Regions from separate parts of the Mus musculus genome. Here all the other regions are linked to region 1. A link is a contact called in public promoter capture Hi-C data. All regions are on one chromosome and are shown on one strand. Each heading gives the region's core, a stretch centred on a gene start, on an enhancer-like site or on the middle of the called end of the contact. The rest is flanking DNA. Distances are from core to core; before and after follow the strand shown. Region 1 holds the start of Birc5 (baculoviral IAP repeat-containing 5). Region 2 holds the start of Unk (unkempt family zinc finger). Region 3 holds the start of Rnf213 (ring finger protein 213). Region 4 holds the start of Foxj1 (forkhead box J1). Region 5 holds the start of Gaa (glucosidase, alpha, acid). Region 6 holds the start of Prpsap1 (phosphoribosyl pyrophosphate synthetase-associated protein 1). Region 7 holds the start of Sphk1 (sphingosine kinase 1).

Region 1 (3,137 bases), core at 435-2,934:
TTGGGCACGGTAACGACGACCTATTATTGTAGCACTAGGGAGTGTTGCTTGGTTTTTGCGCTACCACACTTCTGCTTCCCTTCCAACCTCCCAATGCTAGGAAAGAAAGGAGGTTAGAGGGGAAGGGGCGTAGACCTCTTTAGGCTACTTCCTGTTGATTTGGGATACTGGGCTCCTTGGGGCCTGTCCAGTCTTCTTCATCATTAGAATATCCAACTTCTTGTCTCTGCTTATGAATATTTGACAAACTGCAACAACAGTAACCAGGAGCAGCAGGTGGAGCAGCAGCAGGGTCGGGGAGCAGGAGCAGCAGCAAGCAGTGGGAGCACGGGGAACAGCAGGGGGAGGAGCAGCCTCTTCAGAGCACCCCTGTCTCTCTCAGGGCTCAAGGCATTTATACCCTCTAAAGACTTCCCAGAATTCCAAACAATAAACGCTCTCCTGAAGTTGGCAAAAATCACACCCTTGCGCAAGGCAAACCCTAATTATTTGCTGGGAAGCCACCTCTTACTCCACACCTGGGATTAAAACAAAAACACATTCATAAAACATAACTGGGCTTTTAGAGAAACTCAAATTCTCACTACAGGGAAGAGTCCTATCTGAACCGGGCCATGAGAGAGGAGAGGAAGAGATGAGAGAGGGAAGAGGACCAAGAGAGAAGTGGAAAGTTTCAGACCAAGGGAGCAAGCTGTAGAAATGGCTGGTCTATACAGGGAAGAGAAGCTCAAACGCTGGACTGGTGAGGTTTAGGATAGGGGCAGGGTGAGAAGAGCTGGGGGGAGCCACAGGAATTGATACTTGATCCATGTTTCTTCGGGACGTGACAAAACCCCTCTTGTTCCAGCTGCCTATGTGGTATGATCTGTTCTTCCTCACAATCTGTGAGGTGGCCTGGAGCTCATTGGAGGCCCACTGGCAGGAAGCCTACTGAGATTTATTGAAAAGGAAACCGAATTATCAGGGCACTCGTTTGCAACGCCAACCTGGGCTGTGTTCGGGGCATGCCCAGCCTGCTGTCTGCAGTGTGAAGCTCTTTAGAAGCCACTGCAACCACAGGCCGCCCGACAGGAACAGAGACACTGAAAACGGGCCCGCAGCAAGGCAGGCTCAGCAGCCAACAGTCACACCCAGGAAGCAGTATTTTTCTTCTGCTCCTGGACTCTCTTGCGGTGTATGGCTGCTTCCCTTTGGTCTGAGCCAGGCCGATGGTCTCAGAAATAGACACCCATTGACTTTCTTTTCCAGCGCTGGGACATACAGACCCCGCCTCCATCCCAGGGTGTCTATAGGAAGGATGGCGGCTGCTGCAGGGAGGAGGGTCTCCTGTCTTCCTAAGGGCGCCCCTCCACCAGCCTGTGGGTGGGTCCGAGGCACTTCCATTCCGATATCTAGCTGGCCAAATCCTGCAAACCTTGAGGCAGGAAGAACCTGCAGAGCACATGGGACTTGCAGCGGACATGCTTTAAAGAGGTGCCCCAGGCCCGTCCACCGCCCTCGGCCACCCTCCGTGTCCTCTGGGGAGCAGCTGCGGAAGATTCGAGTCAGAATAGCAAGAAGGAACCGCAGCAGAAGGTACAACTCCCAGCATGCCCTGCGCCCGCCACGCCCACAAGGCCAGGCGCAGATGGGCGTGGGGCGGGACTTTCCCGGCTCGCCTCGCGCCGTCCACTCCCAGAAGGCAGCGGGCGAGGGCGTGGGGCCGGGGCTCTCCCGGCATGCTCTGCGGCGCGCCTCCGCCCGCGCGATTTGAATCCTGCGTTTGAGTCGTCTTGGCGGAGGTTGTGGTGACGCCATCATGGGAGCTCCGGCGCTGCCCCAGATCTGGCAGCTGTACCTCAAGAACTACCGCATCGCCACCTTCAAGAACTGGCCCTTCCTGGAGGACTGCGCCTGCACCCCAGAGCGAGTGAGTCCCAGCTTCCAGCGACTCCACCCTGGGCCCGACGGTGCCTTAGTTGTGTGACCCGGGATCAGAACCCGCTATCCCCACCCTCGCTTCGTACTGTTAGCCAGGCTGCTTTGCTCTGCTCTGTCCTCCACGAGGCCACCCCCCCCCCCCGCTCTCCCCACCCTCTGCCTGAACCACTGTTAGCCTCCGGGCCTCTTCCCACTGTCCTCAGTTCTCGGCCCGGAACGATCTCTGGGAATCATGGGATAAGGTCAGACTGTTGATCCCGCTCACGAGCTGTCATTTTCAGATGGCGGAGGCTGGCTTCATCCACTGCCCTACCGAGAACGAGCCTGATTTGGCCCAGTGTTTTTTCTGCTTTAAGGAATTGGAAGGCTGGGAACCCGATGACAACCCGATGTAAGTCCCACAGGCTACTCTCGGTGGGTTTCCTGGTGTTCCCCTTCCATTGAGAGCCTTTTGGGTTGAACTGGAGTTGGGACAAACCATTTGTATTTAGTAGAAGAGCATGCTTCTTGCTCAAGTGTTCCAGTTATACAGCTCAGACTAGTCTTGAATTCTCAATTTCTGCCTTGGTTTCCTGAGTGTTGCCAACATGCATGGTTTTGCCTGAGGTTTTTTTGTTGTGTTTTGTTTTTGTTTTAAAACAGGGTTTGTCTGTGCAGCCTTGGCTGTCCTGGAACTCACTCTGTAGACCAGGCTGGCCTCGAACTCAGAAATCCGCCTGCCTCTGCCTCCCAAGTGCTGGGATTAAAGGCGTGCAGCACCACTGCCCAACCAAATTTTTAAATATGTTATTATTACTTAATTTATATTTCTATTTGTGTATGTTTGGATGTGGGTGTCATGGTGGATGTTGGTGTCAAGACAGCTTGGGGGGATAACTTCTCTCTTATTGTGTTGGTCCCTGGAATTGAGCTCAGGTGAGCAGGTTTGGCAGCAAGCATCCTCACCTGGGCCATTTCAGTGGCCCCTGTTTGGTTTCAGACCCCAGGAGTAGGAACTGAGGTGCTTATTCTACATATCAAAGCAGACCTGGACTCCAGGCTCTCCCAGCATCCCTCACTCCCTCCCTGGCATACTTTGCCCCCAACTCTGAACTTCCAGCCCAGGAACTGGGCAGCCCTTCCCCCCAGAGGCTCCACCCTATATAATCCAGGCATTTTGGACTTCTCTTCTTCTCTCTCTACATGTGTTCTTTCTCTCACCTTCCCATGGTGACTCC
Region 2 (3,137 bases), core at 311-2,810, 1.8 Mb before region 1:
TAACAAGGCTAACTTGATCCCATTTAACAAAACAAGTAGGTTTTGAAAACAATGGATTTGACTAAGTGTGGTGGTGCAAGCCTGGAATCCCAGCTTTTGGGAGCCAGAGGCAGGCAAGTCTATGTAAATTCAAGTCTAGCCTGATCTACATATCAAGTTTCAAGCCTGCTGGGGCTACATAAGTAAGATCCTGCCTCAAAACCACAAACATGTACTCACAAACCAAAAATAAAAAAGAATTTGATATAGATTGAACATAGAAAACAAGGTCAAATGGGAAGTATTACATATCTATGATGGACATTTTTATTATTTTATTATTATTCGTGGAGTGGGTTCTCTCCTACCACCTGTACATCAGTCCCAGAGATCCCACTTGGGTTTGCAGCCTAGGGAAGCAAGCACCTTTACCCCTACTCATCTCCAACCTGTTGTTGTTTGGTTGTTCTTGTTCGGGTTTTTAGACAGACTGACAGCTCTGGCTGACCTAGAACTACCAACGGATGCCACCAGGCTTTGAATTCAGAGATCCACCTTCCGTTGCTTCCTGAGTGCTGGGACCGAGATACATGCCACCGTGTTGGTTTTTGAGATAGGGTTTTAGTACATAGCCTAGCTTGGCCTGGAACTTGTGACTTTCCTCCCTCAGGATGTACCCCTATATCCAGCCTGTAGAAAGTCATTTCATAAAACCATATTCCTAAATGTGAGGCAATTGCCTTGCATTTCCCCGGAACAGAAAGGTTTTTTTCCAGAAAAGGGAACTAGAATGGACTAGAACATTTTTTTTTCCTCAGCCCCTGGCCCTTCTCATGTAGTCTATCACTATACTTCTCAACAATTTACCAAAGTGCCTAAGAGACTACTCTAGATAGAGATTAGGTTCTCCCTTGGACCTTAACCTACTGGAAACAAGGTATTTGGGCCAACCACTGAGTTCAGAAGGAGCCCAAGTGGAGGGGTTCCAGGTTTCAGGGTTGATAAATGTTAATGATGCCCAGGAACAATATGGTGTATTGTAATTTTTAAAAACAAAACAAAGCAACAACAATAAAAAGCTTCTTCAAACTGTCTGCTAGCCTGCATACTTTCTCTGGTGATTTACAGGTTACTATATTATGAAAATATTGGCTGACTAGCTTGCTGGCTCCGAGGCAATGCTCTAGACTGACTTTAGAAACGGTGCGCCAACTGTACTGGTAGGGAGGCAAGGCAATTACTGCACTGCATTTGGAACATTCTCCGTGGAGTTGTTTCAGGCCTCCCTAACTGGTTCCTTGCTCTCCGGAGGATCCAGTTTAAAGGTAGAGTTCACCTCCGACCACACTGACAATGCTCAGGTAATAGTTAAGAGTGACTAGACTACAATTACCACAAGGCATTGCGGATCCTCAGCATCCGGGACACCGTCCGCAAAGATCTCTGGGTATTGTGGTCTTGCACTTTAGCAGCGACACTGTGCCAACGGTAAAATTTCACCGGAAAGGAGGACCACAACTCCCAGCAACCTTTGCTGCTGTGCGGGGGGTCTTCACGTTCTCGTGGCGCGGCGCAGGCGCTGTGGGTCTTCGGCGCGGACCGCGCAGACTGAATAATAAAAGGGGAGCGGCGAAGAGGCAGGAAGACAGGACCATGTCGAAGGGCCCCGGGCCCGGCGGCTCGGCAGCTTCCTCGGCGCCCCCGGCCGCTACCGCTCAGGTGCTGCAGGCACAGCCCGAGAAACCGCAGCACTACACGTACGTAGAGCCCCCCCCGCCGCGCGCGCACGCCTGACGTCAGCGGCCAGCGTGAGTCACGCGCGCAGGGAGAGCGCGAGGCTGTCCCCCCCCCCCTTCCTCCGGCTCGGCCCAGACCGGTTCCAACCTGCTGGGACCGGTCCCAGCTTACTTCAACTGTCACCAACCTCTGGTCGGGCAGTGGGGCGGGAAACTCGGTCCCAGCCTCCGAGTCGGAAAGGCAGGAGCGCGGGTCCCGAATCCACACTTCTCAGGCCAGGCCTCAGAGGCCTGACGGTCTCAGACATAAAACCCGACAAGTCCACGACATGACAAGTGGAAGTCTGTACCAACCAGCACGAGACCTGTCTAGAAATGACTGTTTGCTTGAAGTCTCGGGAGGAGACTCTGTGCACCGGAGGCCTTTTGTATCTTTAAGGCCTGTTAGATTGTCCACGAGGATCACCCATGCTTGAATTCCCTTAAACAGTCAAACGTGCAGAAATGGGCTCACTCCGTGCAGGCTGTACTGTCTAGCTTGAGTCAGCGACATCCGGGGTGTTAATGGTTGCAGACCCCTTCAGCATCGGGCAGGCAAGGGAGCCTCATCGTAACTGGCCTAAATGAGATTGCCACAATGTAAAAACTGCATGTGTACAAGCTTAGGTCCCTGCCTTCCTTGCTGTCATGTCACAGTAGGCCTAGGTTCTGTGAGACAAAGGCCAATGCTGTAGTTCCTCTTGTAAAGCCCTGTTGGTTTCCGTTCCCTGCTGTGTGCCAGGAGTGTCCCTACTGGGTGCCTGAGTGATGGGCCAGTTTAGGAGATCCCAACCTGTGGAAATGTCAGAACCCGAGAGATTGAACAACACTCCAGCGTCCAGCCAGGAGCTGGCAGCATCCGAACTAAAGTCAGGCAGAAGCAGCTCTGGTTCAACACTTTTGGGAGTTGGGACAGGGGAACATTGGTTATAGAAAATGTATTGGTTTCTTCAAATGACTAGTGTTGGCTGACGTCATCCAAACTTGACTGTAACTCAGGTTAGCCTTTCAAGTATGGTGGTCATCAGTTGGTCCTTTCTTACTGGAGTTCTCTCTCACTCTGCAACCTTGCCATTGCTTTTGATAAGAAGGTCTAACATCAGAATAACATCACTTATCTGGTCACACACAAAAATTTGTAAACTTAGTGGAACTGTGAAAAACATCTACATTTGTTTATTTGTATGTGAGTCTGTGGGAACACTCACGCAGCGCCACATGCAGGTGTGGAGGTCAAAACAGTCTGAAGGAATTGGTTCTCTCCTTTTACCTGGAGGGTTCCAGGCATTGAATTCAGTTGGCTAAGCCTGGCCACTGCTCTGTGCTCTCACAGTCAGGACCTTGTGTTGTAGGGTTAAACTGAACCCAGGCCTCTTACATGTT
Region 3 (3,137 bases), core at 431-2,930, 1.5 Mb after region 1:
CCCCCACCACACCACCACACACACAGATGGTAACAGGGTGTTTCTGAAGGAGCTCTGCTCTGTATTACATAAGACACCCATGGGTGGCTTTTCCAGCAAGCTAACAGGTTCGTCTCCCAGCCTCAGGAGGATAGTTCATGGCATGCCCTCCATGACTCCTTTCTCCAGGTGCTGATGAGTGGCTGAGAATCTCTTAGCTACTTTTCTGTTGCTATGATGGAACACCATGACTAAGGCAACTTATTAAAGAGATGGTTTGATTGGGCATATAGGTTCAGAGGGCTTAAGTTTATTATGATAGAGGCAGGGCACAGAGCCTGTGGCTGAGAGCTCACATCTGGATCTGAAAGCAGAGAGTATACTGGGCGTGGAATGGGCTTTTAAAACCTCAAAGCTGCCCCCAGTGACAAACCTCCTGTGGAAAAGGCCACACCTCCTACTTCTTCCCAAACAGTTCAATCAACAGGGGACCAAGTATTTGGACATATCAGCCCATGGAAGCCATTCTCACTCAACCCCACCACCCCCAGAGGAGGGAGGGAACCCATTAAGTGTAAAGAATGACCATAAGGAACAAACTAAGCCACAGGCGGTTCCAGAAGACTGTCTTTGGAGCTCCACTTGCATGCTGTGGCTCTAATACAACAACATAAATAAGTGCAATTAAAAAAAAAACTTTAAAAATCTGGGAAGATGAGGGTCTGGCCCCGAGGTGCATAGGAGGAAGACTTTGAGAGAGCTGCATGGAGGTTTGGGAACCGAGATCAGTTGGTACAGTGCTTGCTGAGCATCCAGAAGCCCTGGGTTCCATTCCAACATAAGACCAGCCATGGTGGTATGCACATGTAGCCCCAGCCCTTAAAACACAGGCAGGAAGTCGGGCGTGGTGGCGCACACCCTTAATCCCAGCACTCGGGAGGCAGAGGTAGGCAGATTTCTGAGTTCGAGGCCAGCCTGGTCTACAAAGTGAGTTCCAGGACAGCCAGAGAAACCCTGTCTCAAAAAACCAAACCAAATCAAACCCAAACCAACCAACCAACCAAACAAAAAGACACAGGTAGGAGGATCAGAAGTCCAGGGCCATCCTCAGATACTGTGGTACTTTAAACAAGAATGGCTCCCATAGGCTCAAGATATTTGAGTGCTTGGTCTCCCCACACTTGCTAATACTTAGTTAAAAAGCTTTGGGGGCAAAGGACATGACTGAGACTCACAGATGAGAAAGTGCAAGCACACAGTGTGGCCGTCCACTAGCAATGACTACTGCTAGCGGCTTTTGGTGGACTTCGATGTGATGGGTTGCCATCACTTCTTTGCCATCACTCTACTTTGCATGCACGCAACCTGTAGGTGAACACTCTTGCTGTCCTCCAGGTCCTTCTGTGGGTGGCTTCAGCTTGGCTAAATCCTGGATACTGTCCAAGGTGCTGGATGTCTGGGGCTAGAGGTTTGAACCTATCAATGGTCACCCATTCAGGGCGGTCCGTCCTGGTTGGGGGAGAATGTGCAACCCTGGTGCAAGAGCCAGTGAGATTTCGAAGGCCGTGGGCACGCAGCGGCTGTAGTCGCTCTGGACAAGCGAGCTAGGCCGGCGCCACCAGGCGGGGAATTCCAGCAAGGCTGTGCGCCAAGGAGGCGGAGGGGCGGCGCCGGCCCCGTGACCCCTCATCGAAGCGCGCCAGTCCGCGCGGGCGCATGGGCACTGCAGGTGCGAGCGAGGGGCTTCGGGGTTCCAGGATCTGGTGCTGGGCTAGGAGCGGGATGCAAGTCCAGGGGCAGTGACGCGAGGCCTAGGGTGCGGGATGTGGGTCTCAGGGACGCGCAGGGACCGGGGTGCAAGGTCCCGTTGGGCAGGGCGCGGGTGTTTCGGGCCAAGGGTCCACGGGGCGACATGCGGAGCTCTGGATGCTGTTTCATTGGGTGCCGGTCCTGCTAGGGAAGAGTGGGCCGGCGGCTCATGGCCCCTGTGGTCACAGTCCCTGAATGGTGCCTGCGTCCTGATGCGCCGGCGCCCAGCGGCCACTTCCTTCATGTTCCAAGTTTCGGTTTCACTGCAGGCAGCCGGTCCAGCCTGGCCCTGAGTCTCCGACCCCATTAACTCTCGGGTTGCGGACAGCGCTAGGTCGGCCCTGCTCCCCAGCAACACCCAGGAAGGTCGGGGACCCCCAACCTACACAACCCCGTGTCCTCGCGTAAAGCGGTCCCAGGCTCCGCCCCGGAATCTGCTCTCACCAACTGCAGCAGAACTTTTGCGAGCCAGATGTCTGCCCTCACCAACTGAAGCCAGAACTTTTTCGTGCCAGGCGTCTGTGCCCAGGGCGCTGATCTTACCTAGGTCAAAGCCGGGAGCCTCCCCTGTCCCCGAAGCTGCAGCGAGAGGTGCGCTCGCTCGCAATGGGCTAGCCCAAACCCATCTGCTTTTTTCTTAGTCTAGCCCGGGCGGGGGGTGGAGGGGAGGCACGGGAAGGGTCCTCTAGCTGGTGGAAAGGAGAGGCGGTGCCGCTGGCCGCTCACTTGTGCAAGGCTGCCTCTAGTCCGGGCTTCGCAGTTTCCAGGGGGGGAGGCACGGGAAGGGTCCTCTAGCTGGTGGAAAGGAGAGGCGGTGCCGCTGGCCGCTTACTTGTGCAAGGCTGCCTCTAGTCCAGGCTTCTCAGTTTCCTGAGCAGCACTAGAGAACTGACTTAGGTGGTGTTGGCTTTGGGCACACCAACCGAAAATTGTAGTAGGAGATAACCTGCCACCCCGTGGTGTGTTTCAGTTTGTTCTGTGAGACTCATGGTTTGAGAAGCAGAACTTTCTTTCTCCTCCTCCGCCCCCCCATTTTGTTTTTGTTATTGTTGTTTGTTTGTTTGTTTTTTTGGCCTTCAAGACCCGGTTTCTTTATAGCCCCTGCCTGACGTGGAACTCACTCTGTAGACCAGGCTGGCCTCGAACTCACAGATCTGTCCTGCTCGGCCTCCCCAGATTAAAGGCATGCACCACCACTACCCACGAAAAGCAGAGCTTTCTTAAAAGAAATTTACATCTCTCAAGAGAGGACAGAGGGCTGAGGCAGACCACACTTTTACCTGAGAAAGCACTTGTTCAATGCCACCACCTTGTCTAGCTCCCAACCTTCATGAAGCCTGTGACCCCAG
Region 4 (3,137 bases), core at 309-2,808, 1.5 Mb before region 1:
TCCCACATGAGGCTACACCGGGCCCTATTGGTCCCTCTTCTACAACTTCGTCTGTACCTCCAGGGCCTTGGCTCCAGACAAGGGAGCAGTTTCAGAACCTGGCAGAGTGGTCAGGCCTCTCATGAGGCCTGACCTCACAGCCAGGTGTCTCCTTGGCCTTGCAGATCTGGTATGCGAGCCTGGCTAAGTGCCAGAAGGAGGTCGTGAGGAGGGAGTGGCCACCACCCGCACCTCTCCTCCCCCTACCTGCCAGGTGGGGTCTGCATGGCGGAAGTAGCAGAAGTTGTCCGTGATCCACTTGTAGATGGCCGACAGAGTGATCTTGGTGGCCTTGCTGGCTTGCATGGCCATGCAGATGAGAGTGGCATAGGAGTAGGGTGGCTTCACGTGTGGGTTGGTGGCATAGTCCACGTCGTCAGGGGGCGGGGCCTGCAGCCCCGGGGGCGCGCTTCGAGATGTGCACGACGATGTGGGCTTGCCGGGTGTGTGCGGCTGCCCAAGGCAGGCAGGGTCTGCCGCCAGCGGTGACCCGGGCGCCACCAAGCCCGGCACTTGGTGGTAGCCGTGGGGGTCTGTGCCTCCTGGGGGAAGAGTGGGAGCCTTGGCGTTGAGAATGGAGAATTCCTGCAGCCATTGCAGGCTGGTCAGGCTGTCATCCAGGGCGTCCGGCTCCTCCATGCCGCCCTCCGGCCCGGCTTCCTCTCCGGGACCCGCTCCGCAGAGGCGCAGCCAGCTCTCCGCCATGTCTGCGGGGACTCTCCGAAGGGGCGGTCAACATCCACAGGCTGAGCCGGAGTGGCCCGCCGCGCTCTCTGGCCCGCTGGTAACCCAGACTCCAGTTACACAGTCTCCAGAACACTCACTTCCATTCTGCGACCCAGGGGGTCGCCTCCTCCGAACACGAATGTGAGGCCTGCGGGAGCACCACGGAACTGAACACTCTTCCCCTACCCCGAGAGGAAAGAGGCGCCTTAGGGGGGGAGCCCCTCACATTCATCCCCGCAGCCTGTGGCGAGGTCAGGGAAACACAGGACCCTGGTCTGATCCTGCGTCTCCACCTCTCTCCATCTGCCCTTGAAGGGTTTGTTGGCCACAATGAGGGAAGAGGGTAGGAAGGCCCAAACTAACTCTTTTCCCCAAAGAGTGGGAAACTAAGATCACATCCCAATAGTCCAGGGGGGTCAGTACGACGCGGCTGGGGCAAAGTAGGTCATCTGATCCTTGAAAAGAGGTGTTAGGATGAAGGGTCTCGGGAAAGGAAGGTCACAGGACCGAGTTATGGAGGAGCAGGAAGCGATCTCCCGAACTCCTCAGATTTCATTTTCGTGGCCCCACTACTTCTGTGGGCGACCGATGGACTGGATAGCCAGCAGGTCCCGACGCCCTCCCATCCCGTGGTCCACAGCCCTCCCAGTCCCTTACCTGGCTCAGAGCGCAGCCAGCCAGAGGAAGGTTCTGGAAGAAGTTCCTCCCACCTCCCGCGGTTCTCTGTCCCCAGCTCGAGGGCTGTGCTGGCGCCCCTCTTCGCGCCCCCCCCCCTCGCCCGACGGCGCTTCTCTGAGCGCCGACGGCCCGGGGACCGGCATTAAGTAGACGCTCGGAAGGCTTCTTCTGCTGCCATGGCGACGCCCCGCCCCCATAAACAGCTTCCGCTGCTGTCATTGGCCAGTACGTCTCCAAGGAGACCGCGGGCCCTTGCAGCTCCTCTGGCGGCAACTCTCTGGAACTCTCTGGTTCTGCCGCCCTCTCCCGCGCCACCCAGCCCCCTACCCGCCACCGAGATCCGACTCTGTGCATTCCCGCCCGAGGGCCCCGCGCTGGGTCTCACGGCGGGTGCTCGGCTCCCGCTCGAGGCCCCGGGAACCCCTCCCCCAACGCGTCGGGTTTGACCGCTGAGGGGACCCAGCCCCGGATTCTGCAGACCAAGTCTCGGGGAACCGTGCCCTTGAAGTCTTTGCCCTCACCGGGCTGCCAGTGGCCTTTGTCTGGTTTCTGGGGCCTTTCCCTGGTCCCCGAGTGTCTTCTCTGGTGCCCACAGGCAAGTTTGACTCTCTGATGCCACCTGTCGCTTATAATCCGCAGAAACGGCCACACAGCTCGCAGACACACCGAGGCGGGTAGGGTAACCCAGCGTCTCCCGGTAAGCAGCTCGCCCACTCACCCTGCTCAAGTTCCCGGAAGCTGGCATTCCAGGGGCATCTGCGGAGGTGCTGCCCTTTCAGACAGTCTAGGAAGCAGAGCCAGCCGGCAAAAAACAGAAAAGCCCTGGGCCTGCAAGATTCTCAAAGAGGTCATTTGTTCTACTGATTTAGCCAGGAACTGGTTAAGTGATGGGAACTACTAAGCATAAGGGATTCTGGGCCCTAGCTTTCCCTATTGCCATCAGCTTTGGGGTTCTTTAATAATTGACGAGCTGCAGGATTGGAAGTGATCGGGTTTAAGGCAGATGCAGAAGCAGGTAGGGCAGTCAGGAATGGAGCTGGCCTTGTACCCAGGTCTGCAGAAATACTAAAAAGAGCCTGAGCCACTGACTGAAACGAATACGTTCACAAACGAATTCACGTTGTAATTAATGGCTCCCTTGCCCCTGTAAACAGTTTTATTCACTTTTAAGAATCATGCAGCAATCCATAAATATTGCATCTTGATGTCCCCACTGTAATGTGCCTATAAGTGTACTCCATGAATGTGAGGGGTACACAGATGGCACATACAGAGCACACGCACGCACACACACACATACACACACACATACACACAGGTGTTCAGGCCCTAAAACAAAGTGTGCAGCCAGCACGCCAACACCAGATGGACAGGACTAGTTCCCCAGTGGGATGGATGGCTTAGGGTTTGAGTCTGTGCCTGGCAGATGTCACAGGGGATAGACACTCTGGTGGGATGAAATTAGGTAAAGCAAAAAGGCTCTTTGAGGAGGCCAAGATCTGGGCAGTACCAAGCATGGAAAGGTGCAGATACTGTGTGATGAGGAGCCAACGGCACCAGGAGAACATGCCTGACTCTGTACATTTGAGCCCCAAGAAAGGGATGGTTCCCAAATGGACTGGGTTGTGTGGCAGCTGACAGTGGGCCACCCTGTGAATGGGCTATTTCTGCTTGCCAAGAAGTAAAAGGGCAGA
Region 5 (3,137 bases), core at 407-2,906, 1.4 Mb after region 1:
GTGCACCTGTAAGCTCTGGCTGGGCTTGTTTTAGAGTTTTCTGATCGTCTGACAGCCCTAGGGAACTAGGCTCAGCCGCCTGTCTCCAGTACCAATTAAAGAGACAACAGTGAACAGCAGAGAAAGGGGGTTTAGTTGGTGTGGCCACTTTGGGAGGTAAAACAGATGGGAATGGAACAAATTGGGGGCGGGGGTGTGTCCTGGTGTGAGCTCTAACTCTGAATAGGGCAGAAGAGCTGTGTAGCCAAGCATGCTTGGTCACGGGACGCTCCTGTCTGTTAGGAGACCTCTGCAGAGCAGGGGTTTCCCTGTCGGACCCCAGAATAGGCACAAGCCACCAGGAACAAAGGTGAAGAACAGCAGCAAATGACTCGGCAGGTGTAAGGGGGGATGGGCGGGCCCAAGACAGGGTCTCTGTGTACCGTTGGCTATCCTGGAACTCACTCTGTATGTACACCAGGCTGTCCTGAAAATCAGAGCTCCACTTGCTTCTGCCTCACAGTGCTGGGATCAAAGGCGTGTGCTGCCATTGTTGGCTGCTGGTGTCATTTTTAAGAAGAGAGAAGGGGCCGGGCGTGGTGGCGCACGCCTTTAATCCCAGCACCCGGGAGGCAGAGGCAGGCGGATTTCTGAGTTCGAGGCCAGCCTGGTCTACACAGAGAAACCCTGTCTCAAAAAACCACACAAAAAAAAAAAAAAAAAAAAAAGAAGAGAGAAGGGGAGGCCTGTGTTAGGATGGGCTAGCATGCGGTGGTAAGGTTTGGTTTGGTGTATTAATTACATGAACCAAAGGGGGCTTCGGATTGCTGGACTTCAATACTTTAACAGCTGGCCCCTGGCAGTCAGCCTTAGGCGGAGGAAGTGGCCAAATAAGGGAAGAGACCTTGATGGCTAGCTTTAGGAATGTAATCTAATGTTTGTTTGTTTTGTTTTGTTTTGTTTTTCTTTAGCAAGGCAGAGGGAATGGGCACAAGGGAAAGATTGCCAGAGCCAAGCTCAGCACATTCAAGCTGGCCAGAGTCCATCCACCTTCCCTCGCTGGCCAGTCCTCTTGGCTCTCATTATCCTGCCTGCACACACTGTGCTCCGACAAGCTGCCAGAGCTGAGGACACCGTCTTCTCAGGCCTTTCTCCTCTCCCAGCATGGGATGGGGAGGGGGGCGTTGAATTTCTTGGTGTACATTGTTTCAAAAGTTTGACAGCCAGAGGCACAAATGCCCCTCCACCCCCCAGTGGTCCCAGCAGTACAGGAGAGTCAGGGCCTTGCACATGGTAGGCCAGTGCTCTACCCCTATCTACATCCGGCCTGCCAACTTTGGTTTTTGAAACAGAGTTTCACCAGGTGTCGTATGCTGGCCTCAAATTGTCAATCTTTCTTGCTGCTGCTTCCCGAGTGCTGGGATCACATGCCTGCACTACTACCCCGGGCTTCTGGCTCAATGTATGACCTGCATCATACTTATATCAAATGCCCCGGATCATTTACTGTTTCACCATCGTAGGTTTTCTGTGCGATCACGTGTTTGACTCTGACTCCAGGTCTGGGCTGGTTTAATCTACTGGAGCTTTTGCAACGCGATGACGTCCTATGGCTGCCATTCCAACACCTGCGCTCACTGTCGCCCTCAGCCACTAGGGGGCGCAGCGATAACACTCACACGGACTCCGCCGCCTACGCAGGAGGTCGTGTGACGAGGTCCGCGCGGACGAGCCCCGCCCACAGACCACGTGACCCACGCTGCCCGCTGAGCCTGGGGGTCTTCGGCCTGGAGGGTGATTGCGCAGGTGAGCTGGGCGAGCTGGTGAAGGCTGTCTCCGGCCCCAGAGCCTCCGGAGGAGCGGCCTCCTCCAGGCAGGCAGGGCCGACTGTCAGCGAGTTCCTGCTTTGGAGAATCGAGCAGAGACACGCGGCATAGGTGAGACCCCCGACCCAGGCAGCCACGGACGGTGACCTTAGTAAGACAGCAGGCTCCGGTAAAGTCCGGGATTCTAGTTCGTGCCCGCAGTACCAGGCGGGCAAAGCTCTGTGTGTATGTGACGCAGGGGGAAACTGAGGCACAGAGAAACCGAGAACCTTCACTTTGACCTCCCGTGTCTGACAGGTTGGATTTGGACACGCCTGTGCCTGGTGACGCAGCGATCCAGCTGCTTTCCAGAAAGCAAGCTTGAGGTCACCAGGTCAGCCGTGGCCTCTGAGTTCAGTTCCTTCCCATGTTTTTTTCTCTAAATTGTGGCTGAGAGAACGGGCCTCAGCTGCCTGCTCCCAGTTTCTGGGACTTTGTTCTAATGCGTGTGTTTCTGAGTTGCGCCCTGCGGCCTCCTTGGAGGGTCCTGGAAAATGCAGATTCCCACCCTGCCCCGCAGAATTTGAGCCTGCGAGTGTCCTTAGATGCTGAATCATGGTCAGTGTCACTTACGTCTGGAAGGGCCAGGTGGAGCTGGGCCTTACTCGGCAGTAAAGACAAAATGGGTCTCTGGTCTTCGAGCCAGATCCACACACTGGATCTTTCTGTGGCTCATTATGGTGGCTCATTATGGCCGCTGGGCACCTGAAAGACCAAGGCGTGATTGGAGGGTAGGAAACTGCAGCCTACGCAAGCACTCCAACTCCCTCAAGATGCTGGAGAATCACTCACCATGGTAACGGATTTCAGTCATGCCTACGTAACCGAAGGCCCACAGAACTGAACAGAGCTGGCTGTGGTCTCCAATGCCAGAAAGCCCAGCGTGTAGGAGATGGTGGCAGGGACCCAAGCCATCCCTGGCTTCATAGCAAGTTAAGGCAAGCCTGGGCTACTGCAGACCCTGTCTCAACATGGCAGCCACGTGGGTTCAGAGACCATCCCAGTTGATCAACACATTTGAGTGTTGGGAGCCTGGGAGCCACTCCCAACCGTTCTCCACCCATTTCTTCATTCTGGCTGTTCTTGAGTTACAGCTTTCAAAACCAACCAACCAGTAAATATAAGTGAAGTGCTTTTCTGAGTTCTGTGAGATAGTCTAGTGAATTGCCAAACTTGGTGCATGGTGTAGGGGTCCTCGGAACCACCATGGTCTATAGGCAGTCCATCAGAGAGGTATGGCGGCAACCTGGGGCTTACTGGCATCTAGGCGTGGCAGAGCCCCAGCCGGGTCAT
Region 6 (3,137 bases), core at 329-2,828, 1.4 Mb before region 1:
GGACAAGACAAATAATCAGGGGCTGGAGAGATGACTCAGCAGTTAAGAGCACTGGCTACTCTTCTAGGGGTCCAGAGTTCAATTCCCAGCACCCACACGGTGGCTCACGACCATCTGTAATGAGATCTGGCGCCCCCTTCTGGCCTTCAGGCACACATGCAGACAGAACATTGTATACACGATAAATAAATCATGAAAAGAAACAGAAACCGGAGAGACTGACTGTCTCCCTGTACATATCTCCTAAACCCACTTCAAAGTCCAACTGATAATAAAACAGGTGGAGCTAAGAACTTTTGAAATATGAAAATGACTTTAAATGTTCAAAGTCAAGTCATTTACGCCAGGGAGTCCAAGTGCGCACCTGAACTGCCAGCATCGGAAAGGCCAAGGCCAGAAATATCACACCATTTAGAGTGTGACCAGGGTCATAAGACCTTATCTCAGAAACCAAAGCCCATGATGGGTGTGGTGTTCCCGCGGCAGAAGCAGGCAGATCTCCCGGCTTGAACTCTTGAGAGTGCAAGCCTCATCCATTCACTAAGTTCCAGGCCAGCAGGAGCTACGATAAAGCTCTGTCCCATAAAGGAGAAGAGAAACGATACATATTACTAAAAAGCTTATTTCACAAAGGGCCCTTAAGGCTCTTTATACCAGGGCTCTAGTTTTCTCCAAAATTGAAAAGGGGCCTTTAAGTAGACCGGTTATTATCAGCAGGGCACCGGGAGGCTCTGCTCTGCAGGATTCTTCTCCATGATTTCCGCAAAGTTCAGGCTCACGCTCCCATCCCTTCCCCATAGAAGCACCCACAGTTTGTAAGTAAGGTTTAAAAAAAAAAAAAAAAATCACGTCCTTCATCCATCCAGCATCGGTAACAACAAACAAGCCTGGAAAGACATCTCAGGGCCCCCACGGTCCCCTGAGGTCAGTGGTTAACACACGCACACACCCCTAAGCAAACACTTTTTTGTACAACTGATCCTACACACTTGTAATCGCGGCTCTCCCCCCGCCCAGCCCGAAGTACTTCTGAGTTCCCTTCTCCCTGACTGTCCTAACCCTTCGGTCTAGGATGGACCCACATCGCCTGTCGCTTTAGGGACGCCTGGAAATGGCGATGGTCAGATTCAGGGCAAGCGCAGGAAACCTCTCTAGGGTTAAGAGTGCGCCGCGGCCCTGGGACGGGGTTGGGGAGTCGGCCCAAACCTGCTGCTCCCGGGTGCAAAGGTGGAGGTGACGGGGAGAGGGGCTAGGGCCACCCCGGGGACCACCTCGCTTACTCAGTGATGCGCTTGGCCAGTTCCGTGCAGGCGGCCGTGGAGTTGGCCGAGAAGACTCGGTAGCCGGTGCGGGCTGCGTTCATGGCCGGCGAGGCGGCGGGCCGAGCCCGCGGGACACGCAGAGCAGAGCACGCGGACAGCGGGGGCAGCAGCAGCAGCTTCCTGGGCATCCTCCGGCCCGAGGCGCGGCTACAGCGGTCCGCGCGGGGCCGCAGAGGGACGAGGCGCGACACAGATGCGTCCGGATCTCCAAGCCGCACCGAAGGCGCAGCCGAGCGCCGCAGCCTCCTTCGGACCCCGCGGCAGGCCGCGCCCCTCCGCGACACCGAGTCGAGCAGCTAGAGCGTCCGCCCCCGCCGCCATCTCGGAAAAGGGCAGGGAGGTGGGCATGGCATGGAGAGCCTGTTCTGACACAGGCGCCGCTGACTCGCGTGTTCGCCTGAGTTTGAGTCTCCGGGGACAGGTATTTTAATGTCCACTATTCTGGGAGGTGCAGCCATGTTTAGTGGTACTTATAAATGTTTTCAAATTTACTGCCAGGAACTAAGATGTCCGCCCAGGGACCGGAGACAATCTAGCCTCACGCCTCTATGATGAACGAGCCTCCGGCGCTCCCCTCCACGCTTGCGCAGGCTGGGATTTATTTGAAAAGGGACAGCCGGCCCTTTCCCTTTTGCGGGCACTTAAACTAACTGCTCCAGAATCTGGACGTGGAGGCCTTCCCTAGACGTTATATCTGTGTCTGCACGTGAGGCAAGGTTGCACTCCTGCCCGTTGTTGTTCTCAGTTCTCCCACCCGTCCCCCTCAACCCCAGCCAGCCGCTCTGCCCGCATGAGTTCGCCTTGTGCAAATACAGAAGGCGCGTGTGTTCATTTACTTTTGTGTAAATAGATGAAGTCGTTCCAAAGAGACATTTGAGCCTCTCGATCTATCAGACTGTTTGAAAAACGGACCCCCAAAGAAGTAAAGATCTTCCCCCACCCACCTCAGGAATGTCATGCTGGGAGAAAAAAAAACGTGACTCCCAAAAACAGCTTTCACAGAGCTCCAGAGACTTCTCAGACCACCTTACAGGCTGAGGTTGAAGCCCATGCAAGGGCGTCTCAATGATGGTCGGGACCTTGCCCTGGAAGGGACGGCTTAGGTGGCAAATCCTCGGCCTTCTGCTTACATTTTTATCTCACTTCTGGACGGAGGACAGACTTGTGGACTTCTCTGGATTCCTCTGTTCCTCTTACCGATGTTGCTAGGTTTAATAAATCTCCCTTTTCTGCTTTCTGTTTTCAGTTCGACTTTTAATTTTAATTTTAATTTAATTTAATTTAATTTAATTTAATTTGGCTTTTCGAGTCAGGGTTTCTCTGTGTAGCCCTGGCTGTCCTGGAACTCGCTGTGTAGACCAGGCTGGACTCGAACTCAGAAATCTGCCTGAACATTGAGTCTTTCTGTGTCTGTGCACCGTGCATACACAGTGCCTGCAAAGGCCAGAAGAGGGTGTCAGATTCTCTGGAACTGTAGTTTGGAGTCAGTTGTGGGCTGCTGGGTCTTCAGGAACAGCAGCCAGTGCTCTTAACTGCTGAGCCATCCCTCCCGTGCCCAAGTTGCAATTTTAATTAACATATTGAAGAAGGTGGCCAGACCTGACTTGGACTCAGATTGTGAGCCCCAAGGTTGATTACACTAGACCTAATCAGGAAGGGCCGATAAGCTCTCTGGCCTCACCTCATAACCTGTTTCGCTAGGCCTTTTCCCTTCCTGCTCTTTAAGTAGCACATGGCAGGTACCCTCTTCAGTCTTCCTATTCTCTCAGTGTTATTCAAGGGCCAGACACCAGGGACCACCATAAAAGGGTGAAG
Region 7 (3,137 bases), core at 300-2,799, 1.3 Mb before region 1:
GTGAACAAGAATGAAAGAGGCAGAGACCAGAGAGGTGAGGAGGCCAGAGGATGAGGCGGCAGCCGACACAGAGGAGCCATTGTGTCCACTGGAACCAGCGCCAGACTGGAACCCCCCTCCCACTGGGTCTCTTCTGAGCAGAAGGGGAACCGGCCCTGAGGCCCAAGTATAAAATGTCCTGCAGGCTGCTTCTGCTCTCTCCCACGGACTGAGTTTCCAGTCAACCTTGCTCCACGCTTGCCCTCAGAGTATGAGAAGTTCCAGCCCCAGGCCTCAAAGAAAAGCGAGACCCTGATCCAGGTCGGCATTTTGAGCGTAAATTTACACACAGCCCGATCTTTCCTTCCCCGTGCCTCAGTTTCTCCTCTTTAGTTGTTAATGACTTGCTTGTCGGGCTTGATAAACACTCCTTCCCAAACCGTGAGAGAGCAGAGGAGGGTGTTTCCTACAGTCTGGGCAGCCAGCCCCCCTCCAAGCTCAAAATCTCGGGGAGAATAGTTTCCTCCCTGAGTCTGCTAGATACCAACGCCAGATCTGGACCCTAGGTCTCTGGTAAGGGGAGGGGGCAGGGTAGACAAGGGAGCGAGTGGCAGAGAGCCTGGCTTCCCCGCAGAGCCCCCTCCTCCCACCGCGACTCGTGTCCCCGCAGCGCGTGACCACGGCACTGCGGCTGCAGAGCTGCAATCCTTCCTTGTCCGCGCTAGATTCCAGGGGTGTAAGGTGGGAAGCCGGGGATGGGGGTAGGTGCAGGACCAGATCTTGGTAGCCACGAGTCGCGGAACCGGGGGTGGGTGATGACGCCCTTGCTCCCTCCAAATCCTCATTTTTTTTTTTTTTTGGTTGGTTGGTTGTTTCCGGGAGTTTCTCCACCCGTGAGCGTGTCGCTGAGTCACCTTCTCGGAAGGCACTCGGGGCGTTCATGATCCGGTCAGGCTGTCCCGCGGCTGTACAGAGCCAAGGCATATATTGCAGTGACGCGTGCGGAACCGCAGGTCCAGCCTGTGCCCCTGGCCCTCCTGGGGACTCCTAAAATACTGAGAAACTCGGTCGGGGAACTCCAGGGTCCTCTGGGAGAGAAGCCACCTTCAAGGCGTGACCTAGTTCACTGCAATCCTTTCTTATCTGGGTTCGTTTTCCTCTTGGACTCGCCTCTTCTGGACTTTAAGAAGCGATGCGAAGATAGAGGTGGGTGGGGTCGCGCGGGGGCCGGTGTGGGCGCGCCAGTTCTCTGTAACCGGAGCTAAACCAATGCAGCTTCCTTGGGAGTTTGGTGTCTGTTTTTGGTGCTTGGTAGGATTTGGGAGCTTCTTTTTCCAAGTCTCCGCTAATAATCTTCCAAAAATTTAACTCCGGTTAGTCACGGACACCCTCAGGTCACTTGCCATGAAATATATCACTTACACAACTATGCGTCTTGTTTATCTCCACCGAAGCGCATACACCGGGGCACGTGTGCATTTTCACCCCGAGATCGCCCGAAGGGGTGGGGAGGTTGGGACCACGCCCCCATGCTAGCCTCTCCAATCCTGATGAGAGCCCCCATTGCCCTGTCCACACTGCTGGGTTCCTCCAGTCGGTGAGGATCGTGGATCCCGATCATCCGCGGCAGGCAGCATCTCAGGCCTTGATAGTGTTCCCTGGGGGGAAAGACTCCACCTTTGGAGGTTGCTGACGAGGTACTCTCATCTCGACTTCGTCCCCAAACCGGTTCAGCTTTCTCCTGAAAGGCGTGCCAGACTGCTTCGGGTTCGGCGTCTGAGTGAGCCAGCGGCTGCATCTGGAAGCTAAAAGTAAAGGCACCGCGGAGGAGCAGGGGAGGAAGAGAAGTTCGCGGGTGGCGGGTGACCCGACCCTGGCCCAGAGTCAGGACAGCACTAGGGTCTGGATGTGGAATTCAGGCTAGGTCTAAGCGACGCCAAAGAGGCGCTGCATCCCTACTGTGAACAGCAGTTTCGAGGTTCAGTAAGCGCAGACCCACGCGTACCCGAAGCCCGCTCGGATGCTGGGCGCCGGCATGTGGGCTGCGCCCTCGCTTTCGCGCTCCGCGGATGCGCTGCTTCAGGCCGGGCTCAGAACCCCACCTCTTGCGGACTTCCTAAGCTGTTCCTCCAGCACCGGGCGCACAATCGTATCCGGGGATCCTGCCCCTCATCTGCGCGTGGCCGAGCCCAGGCTGGCGGCGACTGTGTTCGGGGAGGTGCAGTGAGATCCCGGGCGGGTGGGGGACCAGAGCTGCGCGCAACTCTGGTTCCACCCCGAGAGCACAAGGAACGCGGGGCGTGGCCAGGCCGGCCCAGAGGCTCAGCGCCCTCCCCGGGCCGCCGTGAAATTGAGCAAAAAGTTTGAGACCGGAGGGGGGCGATCCCTTGGAGTCGGTGTCAGCCCAGTGCTTCAGTTGTCCCTCTGTCGCGGGTCTGAGTCGGAGAGGAGCTGCTTTCCGCCACTGGCCGCCCGTGGGACAGATTGGGTAGGGATCCCCTTTCCCCCGCGCGCGCCCTCCCGTAGTTGGCGGTGCCTTCGTGGGTCCGTGAAGGAGACGGCCCCACGCCTGCGCCTCAGTGCACACTCGCGCTCCGGCAGGGCAGACCATAGTTGTGGGTCCGCCCAGCACAGGCAGGCTTTTGCGGGACTTGGGCGCTGTTCTCACGAGTGCGGCACGCACCCCCACCCCCACCCTCTTGGAGACTCGGAGCTTCAGCGGCTTCGTAGTTCAGGCAGGGGACCGGGCGACTGCGCAGGTTGCGATGGGGTTCTTCGTCCCAGAGTACGCGCCTCTCAATGCCAGTTCTGGGAATTGTATGCAGTTGGATTCTCCACCAAGCCCGAAGGGTGAAGAGCCGGCCCGACGAAGAGAGCCACGGGTCACTGACTCATGCGTCGGGTCCGAATCCGGTGTCCCCTGGAACGGAATGTTCGTGGGGTGGGAAGCTCATTCTGGAAAGCTAGATCCCCCACCCACGGGGCTCTGGTGATTCAGTCGCGAGCCAGGGGCTCTGGTTGGGCACTTTGTCCCACGTGCATGGAAGCCCAGGCAGAGAACCCCACCACTCTTTCCTCCTGTCCCTCAGATCTGGCCGCCCCGGGGAATGACGAGGGCGCTCACACAGCCCAGGGAGGTGGAGAGGGCGAGCCCCACG

Evidence for each region. Promoter capture Hi-C pulls out the DNA fragments that hold promoters and counts their contacts.
Region 2: a promoter capture Hi-C map of liver shows a contact between it and region 1, with 2.6 times the contacts expected there. The contact joins the promoter of Unk here to the promoter of Birc5 in region 1. A contact is called at or near these places in 4 of 39 promoter capture datasets (erythroid cells, liver and pre-B cells) and 2 of 115 datasets of contacts at active chromatin or transcription factors (embryonic forebrain and pancreatic cancer cells).
Region 3: a contact with region 1 is called in a promoter capture Hi-C map of liver, with 3 times the contacts expected there. The contact joins the promoter of Rnf213 here to the promoter of Birc5 in region 1.
Region 4: a promoter capture Hi-C map of liver shows a contact between it and region 1, with 5 times the contacts expected there. The contact joins the promoter of Foxj1 here to the promoter of Birc5 in region 1.
Region 5: a promoter capture Hi-C map of liver shows a contact between it and region 1, with 5 times the contacts expected there. The contact joins the promoter of Gaa here to the promoter of Birc5 in region 1. A contact is called at or near these places in 3 of 39 promoter capture datasets (cranial neural crest, liver and stem cell-derived epiblast-like cells).
Region 6: a promoter capture Hi-C map of liver shows a contact between it and region 1, with 4 times the contacts expected there. The contact joins the promoter of Prpsap1 here to the promoter of Birc5 in region 1. A contact is called at or near these places in 2 of 39 promoter capture datasets (liver and pre-B cells) and 1 of 115 datasets of contacts at active chromatin or transcription factors (astrocytes).
Region 7: a promoter capture Hi-C map of liver shows a contact between it and region 1, with 2.8 times the contacts expected there. The contact joins the promoter of Sphk1 here to the promoter of Birc5 in region 1. A contact is called at or near these places in 1 of 39 promoter capture datasets (liver), 2 of 115 datasets of contacts at active chromatin or transcription factors (astrocytes and pancreatic cancer cells) and 1 of 9 other capture datasets (liver).

Annotation. Positions count from the first base shown.
Region 1 is chr11:117,847,553-117,850,689 of GRCm38.p6, forward strand. It overlaps Birc5 (baculoviral IAP repeat-containing 5), which reads left to right and starts at 1,685. Exons shown (of 4, transcript NM_009689.2): 1 at 1,685-1,909; 2 at 2,202-2,311. The coding sequence starts at 1,799.
Region 2 is chr11:116,028,756-116,031,892 of GRCm38.p6, forward strand. It overlaps Unk (unkempt family zinc finger), which reads left to right and starts at 1,561. Exons shown (of 16, transcript NM_172569.4): 1 at 1,561-1,736. The coding sequence starts at 1,633.
Region 3 is chr11:119,388,419-119,391,555 of GRCm38.p6, forward strand. It overlaps Rnf213 (ring finger protein 213), which reads left to right and starts at 1,681. Exons shown (of 68, transcript NM_001040005.3): 1 at 1,681-1,708. Mir1932 (microRNA 1932) reads left to right here and starts at 2,054; the gene lies at 2,054-2,143.
Region 4 is chr11:116,333,796-116,336,932 of GRCm38.p6, forward strand. It overlaps Foxj1 (forkhead box J1), which reads right to left and starts at 1,559. Exons shown (of 3, transcript NM_008240.3): 1 at 1,423-1,559; 2 at 247-913. The coding sequence starts at 744. It overlaps Rnf157 (ring finger protein 157), which reads right to left. Exons shown (of 19, transcript NM_027258.1): 19 at 2,550-3,137.
Region 5 is chr11:119,266,307-119,269,443 of GRCm38.p6, forward strand. It overlaps Gaa (glucosidase, alpha, acid), which reads left to right and starts at 1,657. Exons shown (of 20, transcript NM_008064.4): 1 at 1,657-1,916.
Region 6 is chr11:116,488,768-116,491,904 of GRCm38.p6, forward strand. Prpsap1 (phosphoribosyl pyrophosphate synthetase-associated protein 1) reads right to left here and starts at 1,579. Exons shown (of 10, transcript NM_026364.1): 1 at 1,281-1,579. The coding sequence starts at 1,450.
Region 7 is chr11:116,530,902-116,534,038 of GRCm38.p6, forward strand. It overlaps Sphk1 (sphingosine kinase 1), which reads left to right and starts at 1,550. Exons shown (of 6, transcript NM_025367.7): 1 at 1,550-2,467; 2 at 3,069-3,137.